2 separate regions of the Gasterosteus aculeatus genome follow, and region 2 is linked to region 1. The links are chromatin contacts, called in public Hi-C maps. All regions are on one chromosome and are shown on one strand. Each heading gives the region's core, a stretch centred on a gene start, on an enhancer-like site or on the middle of the called end of the contact. The rest is flanking DNA. Distances are from core to core; before and after follow the strand shown.

Region 1 (4,307 bases), core at 1,129-3,628:
GGAAAAATGTCTATCGTCAAAGAGTTGCAAACCGCCCGCCTGACCTCGATGCCTGAGATGTGGGAGAAGTAACAGCTCATTTAAACCTGCAGAGGCTCTTGTCTTCCCACGCAGCCTCTCCTCTGGGCCTCCTCTCCTCCCCAACCCTCCCAGCCACCAGCCTGGCGACCAGGCCCCCCCGCCCCCCCCCCCCCCCCCACTCACCCCACCACCGCCGAAGCGCACTAGATGGCACTGTTTACAACAGCACGGCCCGAGTAGAGCAGCACGGCAGACTCACAATTACAGGTTTACAATCCCTTCACTAATCTAATGAATTAGATCGCGCATTAAACAGTTTTTGTAATTACACAACCACAATAAACACGGTTAACAATGCACATCGGCTCCGATTTCCACAGCTGTTGCCACATTAGACGGGGAGTGATATGAAACAAGATATCAGATATGGCGATCAATGTGAAACAAGGAGATGATAACATCAGTCACCGTTTTCTTTTTAATGGCTCATAATGTCATTAAATCTGACTGCCATTATTTGAGAATACATTTAGCTGGTCCACTGGGGCAGTTTAATGAAAAGTGCAGTCTTATTATGTGCTGATAGCGTTTGAATGAGCTGTATATTTTACAGTTTTGATGGATCAACCTTCTTTTTCACTGCACTCTTGTTTATCCCATCATTTTTAGTTTTTGTTGCAACTTTCAGACTCATCCCCCTCCTCATATTCCTGGATGTCTTTGTGTCTAGGCCCACGGCAGGTTTCCTGACAGGGGTTGCTCTGGTTGAGCATTCCTCAGGCATCAAAAAAAAAAAAAAAAGGCATAGACAGGCTCTGTCACATTATGCGGGCCCCCCCCTCCACCCCGGGCTCTGATTTTGGGAGTAGTGATCCAAAACTGATGCGTAGAGAGAGCGAGGAGCCGGGGCTCACCTCTTGTCAGCGGCGGATGTTCTCCACGAGGCAGACAGGCGAGTGGCCAATGACAACGTTGGATACGCATTCGTGGGCTCTGGCACCCCCCTCGCCCCCCCACACACACCCTTCCCCCCTCACACTTTGACACAGTTGGTGATATCTCACTCAATGTTTTTTGCCGTCGTCTTTAAGATGAATCGATTGCGCCACCGCTGGGATTCGAATGCCAGCGTGAGGTTTCCTTCCGCTTCTCCTCAGCCGGTCGGAAGGATGTGAAAAGTTCTTCTACGAACATAAAAAAAAAGTACTGTTTTACTTTTCTACAACCAATTCCACCTAATTATATTCTGTTTGTAGCAGCTTTTGTGTGCCACTCATTTCTTGTGGAGTTCCGGAGCATTCAGAAGAGCAATGTCTGACCACCAATATTAATAAATATACATAGTTTTTTATTTCAATTGCTGACGTCTTTGGCCTTTTATCAGCAAAGTCGATTGGTGTATAATTCTGCCATCCATACTGTATATTGCATTGAAAGAGCACAGATCTTTTCACATTCGTTTCTATTGCAAGTCCACTTTAATGGGGAATGATCCAAATGTCAAATAAAAGTCATGCTTGTGTAACTTTGGCTCTCAAATTAAACCCAAACCCCGGGTGCTCCTCAATCCCTTCGCCTCATCATGGCCCACACAATCCTTCAGCTGCGGTTGAAACATGAAAATCACCTAAATTGTAGCAACAAGGTTTTGACAACATCAAATACAAGTGTCTCCGATACCATTTCTTCTCTCACATTTATTACCTGTTTTTTTCATAGTGCGATGGATATTTGATGTCAGACTTCCAATGAGTCGCCCCTCTTCCCCATTTCTGCTCCCTCCCCTGCCTATAAAAGCATATATTTATCCAGAAGAGGCTCATTTATTGCTGCTCAACCACGCATCATGAACCCAGGGCCATATATTCATAAACCAGCCATCTGCGTGAAATATGCACTCCATAAGAGTTGCTGTGTCGCACGACGTCATCACCATGTGTCAAAGCTTTCTGTTTAACTGTCACACGCTGATTGGCACGTCTCTCCCTGAGCTCCACAGAGCCGGTAAAACCAATCGTTTCTTTGTGAAATAAGTGGACCGTGCCAAGGTCCAAATGTCCTCGCACGGCCGCCGGCTTCTTTTTACATCTGGAAGTGAAGCTCCAGACTTTTGTAGCATTAAAGTTGACTCTTTGTATGAAAAGAATATGTTTTTTTCTTTCTCAAAAGTTTCTTTCCCCCCACAGCTTCTGTCTCGCAGTTCCTTGTGGTTGCTCGATCCGCGGCCCCCGTGTGGCTGTACTGCAAGTGCTTTTGCCTTCACTTTGCTTTCTGCTGATTCTCAACTATAACACATGTTGAGATCATTAATTTCAAGCACTGCCAAAAACCACTTCCCCACACATGCATGGCATTCCTCCCCTCTCTCTCCCCGACTCCCTCTTCCACCGTTCGTCGGACGCACAGGCTCGGCTCTCTGCGTTAGCTGGGAAGTCAGAGTAAATCCTGTCCTCTTTTTCACTGAATCAAAATCACCATATGGCTTTGTCACAGTCCAGGCACAAGCTGAAGATGAGAGCTCGAGCGCTATATCTATTGCCTCATATTTTAAGGAAAAAAGACGAGGAGAGGATTTATTTCAGGCAGCCTTGGCAGAATTCCCTCATACCTCCCTTGTTACACATAACGTCGCAAACCTGCACCATTTCAAAGCAGCGCCAAACATGAAATATTCAACAGCTCGTATTACTATTACAACACACAGTACCCCCAAAAAAAGGGAACTGCACGGTATGAACTCCCTGCCCACTTTTAATTTTGAGAACCTGATGATCATTGGTTCAAATAGGACTCCTGTTCCTCAGCGCGAGCCGCCTCTGGAATGGAGGTTGCATCTTTAACGAGTACTTAAAAAAAAAGGAGATCAAGGGTTGGGGGAGTGAGATGGAGAAAGAGAGAGAGAGAGAAAGACAAAGTGAGGGGAAAAGAGACTGAAAGGGAAAGTGCGAGCAGTCAGCTGGAGAATGTGTGTGTAATGTGTGTGTGTGTGTGTGTGTGTGAGGGGGTGAGTCTGTGCTGCAGACAGCTTTCTGGCAAACGCCTGCTGGTCCTGAGCAAAAGGCGAGCTGGAAGGCCGCTCAAAGCCCTTCACCTTCCCGGCCGGGCTGGCACGATGCACCGAGCACGGCTGGCATGGCGAGATGTTTATCGCACAAAGGCACGATCAAAGAGCGCTCTTAGCTGCACCACTTTCATCTGGGTTCCCACAGCTGACAGTAGCATCCAGGGGGGGCTCTCCTCTGTTTTAATGGTCTCTCTCACTCTCTGTCTTCCCTTTACTTTTCAATCCCCGCCCCCCCACTCATTCTCACACTGCAGATGAGTAGACTTCATTCGAGATTCCATTTGGCAAAGTTCTCTCCTAATCAATGATGGCTTTGGAAGCGGCCCGGGGATCAGGCGGTCTTTGGCTCTGAGCTCGCGAGGCGGAGTGGGGGATGCTCTCAAACTTTCCCATTTAGTGTTTATGTTGCCGCTCCCCACAGGGGCCAATCGGATTCCACCTCCGCTCCTTGTTTCCAGCAAACAGCAACAGATACAGTTTCGCCTCCACGAAAGACCGCAATGGAAGAGAAATTTCGGAGGGAAAATGTGGGAGGGATGCTTTTGAAATCCCAGCCTGCACGTAGGGCTTGACAGCCCCCAGCGTGAAGTTTGACAATTACGCAGCTGCCATGTTGCTGAGGCAGTGACGGCGAGTGGAGGCAAGAATCGACCGAAAGAGATCATCAGCAGGAGGAACGCTGTAGTCGAGGGCTCCGCGACAAACAGTCATCCTTTCACTGTAACACGTCCGTTTCAGCCACTCTTTCCAATAAGTCTTCTAAACTGATGCGGCCATTAGCCATTCCTCAAGTATCCCGTTACCTCGCCTTACATCCCTCTACTGCAATGGGAGGAAATTAAACTCCAAACAAATGGCTTCCGTGTTCACATCAAACTGCCTCGTCCACCCATGAAAAACGGTCGCCTGTCAGGGAACCCACCGGGCCCCACTCTAGTGTGCGTGTGTGTGTGTCTGCGTGACTCCTGTTGTTGCGATCAATCCCAATTTAACAGACAACGGCTCAAAGTCAACCTTCGGGGAGCCATGAAAGCTGACAGGTGAGGACTCACTGCCGTCTCCCCGACTTACATCAAAGACGCGGATAGCAGCGGCGGCTTCAGTGGGAGACGAGCACTTTTTAAAAAGAACAAAGAGACTCGCAGAGAGGGAGAGCAGGACTCGTCTCGAGACGAGAGATGGCCGAGAGGCTGAATACCAAAAGGGCATGAATACTGAAAAG
Region 2 (4,307 bases), core at 1,092-3,591, 140 kb after region 1:
TTTTATGGAGAAAACACAATTTAGTGCCATATAGGCTCCCTTACGATATAGAAAACCTTCTGCTCTTCAACTGCATGCATTTTCCCTTTTTTCCACCAGTGGCCCACAGTCAACCACTGCTGACTGTGATTGCCGCTGCTGTTTTAGAGCCAAAACCAGTGATTGGGAGAAGCATGTACGGAGTACATGTACGGATTACTTCAATAGTGTAGAAAAGTCAACCAAAATTCTGATTCTATTCTATTTACAGCTGTGTGCTTTCCAATGGGTGGCTGCTCCATATATTGTGGAGAGACACTGGATTACTGTACACAGCCCACCTGTACATACAGCCCTAAAAACAATGACACCCCCCTATTCAAAGCCGTCTACAACGGGCCCGGCCCGGCATCTGGAGGAACAGACAGCCCTGCATGTTAATGCACAGTTAATATTATTATGAAGTGCGAGTGACTTTGCATGTTAGTGAGCGCTCTGTCAAATTAGTGTCAGTTCCATTCATTTCGCCATCTATTTCATGTCACAAGTATACGCTCGCCTCAGACTCCCGAAAGGAACACACACACACAGTCATGCAGGACCAACCTCATGAAGAGATTCACGCGCCTGCATCTCACCAGTAGATACATATTTACACGCACACATCCTTACTCGGCAGAAGAGGGAGACGAGGGGAGGAAAATGAATGTCCCGACTCATTCATCACGTAGCCCCAAAAGTACAGATGAATCCAGTGACGAAAATCTGTCCTGAGAAATGTCAGGAAGATATTAACTCCAATACATCAAAGTGGAGCTGCGGTCTCTAAGCCGACTGCCAGCCAATGCCCACGGCCTTTGGTGAAAACTGGGGAGGGGGGTTTAGCCAACGCAGAAACCAGTAGATAAATACAAAAGTGGCTTCCGTCCAAAGGTTAACGTTGGAAATGACGCATAGACAATTTCATTAGTGAACAAAGGCCATTCTTTAGATCTGTCTGATCCCAATGAAGTGTGACAGTGGGGATAGAAAAGACGTGGGGGGGAATTGCCTTTTCATGTAGATTCTGCTAATCGCTTCCCCAACAAAATACGGCAGACTTGTACCAATAAGTAAGTTCGGGCTCAGTGGACAGATGAAAACAGCACAGAGGCTAATGGAATTGAGAGCGTTCCAAGCCTCCATGGGTGTCTTAATTGTGTGAGGATAACGCTTGTTCGCCTGCTGCATTGTGGGAAGTCCAAATTGGAGTGCGACTCGCTGGGCTTGTTTTAAGCCAGAGCTTCTCTTGTGTGTGCGTGTTTGTGTGTGTGTGTGTGTGTGTGTGAGAAGTGGATCAAATCCCTTGTCCAATGTCTGGAAACAGGTCATGTGACTCACTCGTTTATTTGGGAACCAGCTCCTGCAAAGTATACGTTTTCCGCCAGCAGGGACTGCAGTATCTGAAATCTATATCTTCTGCTGCTCTGCGCTTTTTCATCTCTCCCCTGGAATGTATTATGTGTTCATTTGTTTTTGCATGGATTTATTTATTCATAAATATTCATTGTGAATGTCATGTGTGTGATTCATTTGAAAATAAATAAAAAAATATTGCTTTTCCAATCTCAGCCAGCCAGCATCTATTGGCTCTCGTCGCTGTTGTTATCACAATACCTTTATAGTAATCTTATTTTAGCACTGCTGCACTTCTTTATTACAGCGCAACAATTCCAACCATTGTGGTCCATTAGACGGGAAATTGGACACTATGGGACTCCATGAGAGGACAATGTGCTTTTAATCTGAAAAAAGGTCAATGTGCGCCAGCCATCATGGAGATTCACTGCGAGCTTATAATTGGGGGCCTTGTCTGAAGACAACGTAGAATTAAATGAAGACAAAGTTGGCGAGAGTGTGCTTGGCCTTTGATGAGAATAGGGGAGTGAGGACCCTTCATTTGCAACCTTTAATCAATCCAATGAGATGAGATCCACACGTGATTCTGGAGGATAAATAGAGGGGGGGGGGGGTGAAATGGTAATTAGTATTGATTACCTATGGGCACGTGGCCCCGCGGTCCCCTCTCGCATTCTTAAATCAACCCAAATTATTGAATTTGCTAATTTCATGCTCAGAAGTAACGTTAGCCAGCAACGGAGGAAAATGCCTCCACAATGAATCATGTGCCCATCGGGGTCCGAGCAAATTACAGGGACGGGGGGCCTCTTTTTGTGCCCAGGGTGTGAGGCTGAATTAAACGCCCCGGTACAAGTCGAGGACAATAATTATTCCAGGGGGGTCCGTGGGGAGTAAAGGTGATTCAGGTAGCTTTAGCTTCAAATTACATTCGACGTCACCGTGCTGTCGCTAAGCGATGGCCTCGGCAAGGCCATATATGCATGTAATTACTAGTTGAGACAGAGAAGAAAAAAAAGAAAAAAAGGAAGGTGCATTTATGCAGGAAAAAGCAGCCCCAATTACATGTATACACAATTAATACACCCATGGGAAATCGGAATTTGCTTTCAAATGATAAGATAAATTCCTAATTACGGCTACAGACACACGCACGGCTCACACAAGGCCTCACGCGCCTAATCTGCTCTGTGCAGAGTTGTGCCGCGCAGGAGTGGACGGCGACTGATGGAGGGAATCCGTGTCGTCATGCACCCGGTGAACCCGGGCTCCGGGCGCACACGCAGCGCGCGGCCGCCACCTGCTGGCTGTGAGTCTGGGAAGCTTTTTAAGAGATGCTTCTACATTTTACCCATATATGCACACATATTTACATTGACTGGAAAAGGCGAACACAAGTCTAAAGGATCTGAACTACTTTTTTTTTTTTAATCTAAGATGTTACTATACAAATCTGGTGTGTTTTGCTTTCATTGGCGCGCCATGTATTTCTCCACCGGTGTTCTAGCATAAACCAACTGAATGGCAACAGATCATTAAAGAAGCATTTCTTCATGAGCCCACGAACACGGTCGGACTGTCGTTGTTCAAAAGGAAACCAAAGATCACAGTGCTGCGCTTTTGTGTCTCTGGGTCACTTTGTCTTCAGCTGTCTAAACGTCAAACAGAGGCTCTGCTCCAGTGGCCCCCTGAGGCCCCAGAGCCGGTGCTCTAACTCATTCCGTAAGCACTAATCTGCTGCTGGTGCAGCCATGAAATCTTGGGCTTGTGATATGCTTTATATATTGAGTGTTAACACCATCTTCATGCTCATGGAAAGGATCTTTCATGAGTTGGTCTCCTCCCGTCTCTACCAATGCAGTTCTCCTTTAACCTGCCTCAGTGAGTCTCCCCTAAACCGCCTACAAGTGCCGCTGCAGCCGAGCTCTGGACAAAGTCGTCCTCATGCGTCGGACGTTTTGATTTCCGCACTCTGGCTTCCCATCACAAGGGGAATCTAGTTCAAGATTCTTGTGCTGACGTCCTGCGAGCCCTGCGGGGTCAGCTGCCTGCTCACATTAAAGAGCCCGACATCAGCAGCGGGTCTCTGATCAGGGTTTATTGGTTGTTCCTCGCTCCAGGCTCAACACACAAAAGAAAACTGGGCATTAGAACTCTCAACTGTGGAAAACTTCGCAAGACACATTTGTGCGGATTTGCTTTGGTTTTTCCCGAACAAATTAAATTATCAATATACAACTTTATACGCCATATAGAATCAGGAGGGGGGAGCTTCTTTAAGGCAAATGAAATGAGAAATCGAGTGGTTAAATAAAAAAAACGTGACACCAATAGGTTATAGTTCTCAAGTCTGATTTTTATTCCGTGGGAAACATTAGTCTTACACATCTAACTTATATGTGACAGCTACCCAGCACAGCACTGCCTACAAACAAGCATCCATGTTGACGAGAAAAATAAACAATGTTAAAAAGACAATTATTAGTTTAGTAAAGCAGCACGCAGTCCTCTTGCAGCAGAAGAACTCTATCAGTCTCACATAAATATGCTGAACCTCACACTGGGTCTAGGCAGGCAGGCAGACACACACACACACACGATACAGTGTATTTTCCATTCTTGTGCAGCTCTGGCCTCAGACCCTGCCTACCCAACCAGAAACAGAGAAAGTGCAATTTTAATACGGCGGTGACACTAAACATCCAGGGCGACAAGGACACACAAGACTCACAGCAAGACAGGTGTGCACGAGAGCGCACCTGTGTGGGGTTTGTTTGAATTTAGGAGCAGTGCAGAGGCTACGTTACAGGAAATGACAGACATGAAATGAACACTGAAGCTCTTGTTACGGGAAACGCACACCTCGCCGCCGCCCCGGACGCGCGTGCACACACACACACACACACACACACAGGACCCGCTGGCCTTCA

The links. A called contact is a pair of places that touch in the nucleus more often than the background predicts.
Region 2: a contact with region 1 is called in a Hi-C map of skeletal muscle, with 2.7 times the contacts expected there. The contact joins two enhancer-like sites. A contact is called at or near these places in 6 of 6 Hi-C or Micro-C datasets (blood and trunk muscle, liver, skeletal muscle and 2 more).

The regions. Positions count from the first base shown.
Region 1 is chr21:9,334,018-9,338,324 of fGasAcu3.hap1.1, forward strand. No RefSeq gene overlaps it. Among protein-coding and RNA genes, the nearest start is that of LOC120812113, 51 kb to the left of the region's middle. Within about 2 kb of position 2,379, at least 2 of the 9 cell types and tissues checked have open chromatin away from gene starts, as enhancers often do.
Region 2 is chr21:9,477,675-9,481,981 of fGasAcu3.hap1.1, forward strand. pfkpa (phosphofructokinase, platelet a) reads right to left here. Exons shown (of 22, transcript XR_013453975.1): 22 at 3,713-4,307. Among protein-coding and RNA genes, the nearest start is that of pfkpa, 18 kb to the right of the region's middle. Within about 2 kb of position 2,342, at least 3 of the 9 cell types and tissues checked have open chromatin away from gene starts, as enhancers often do.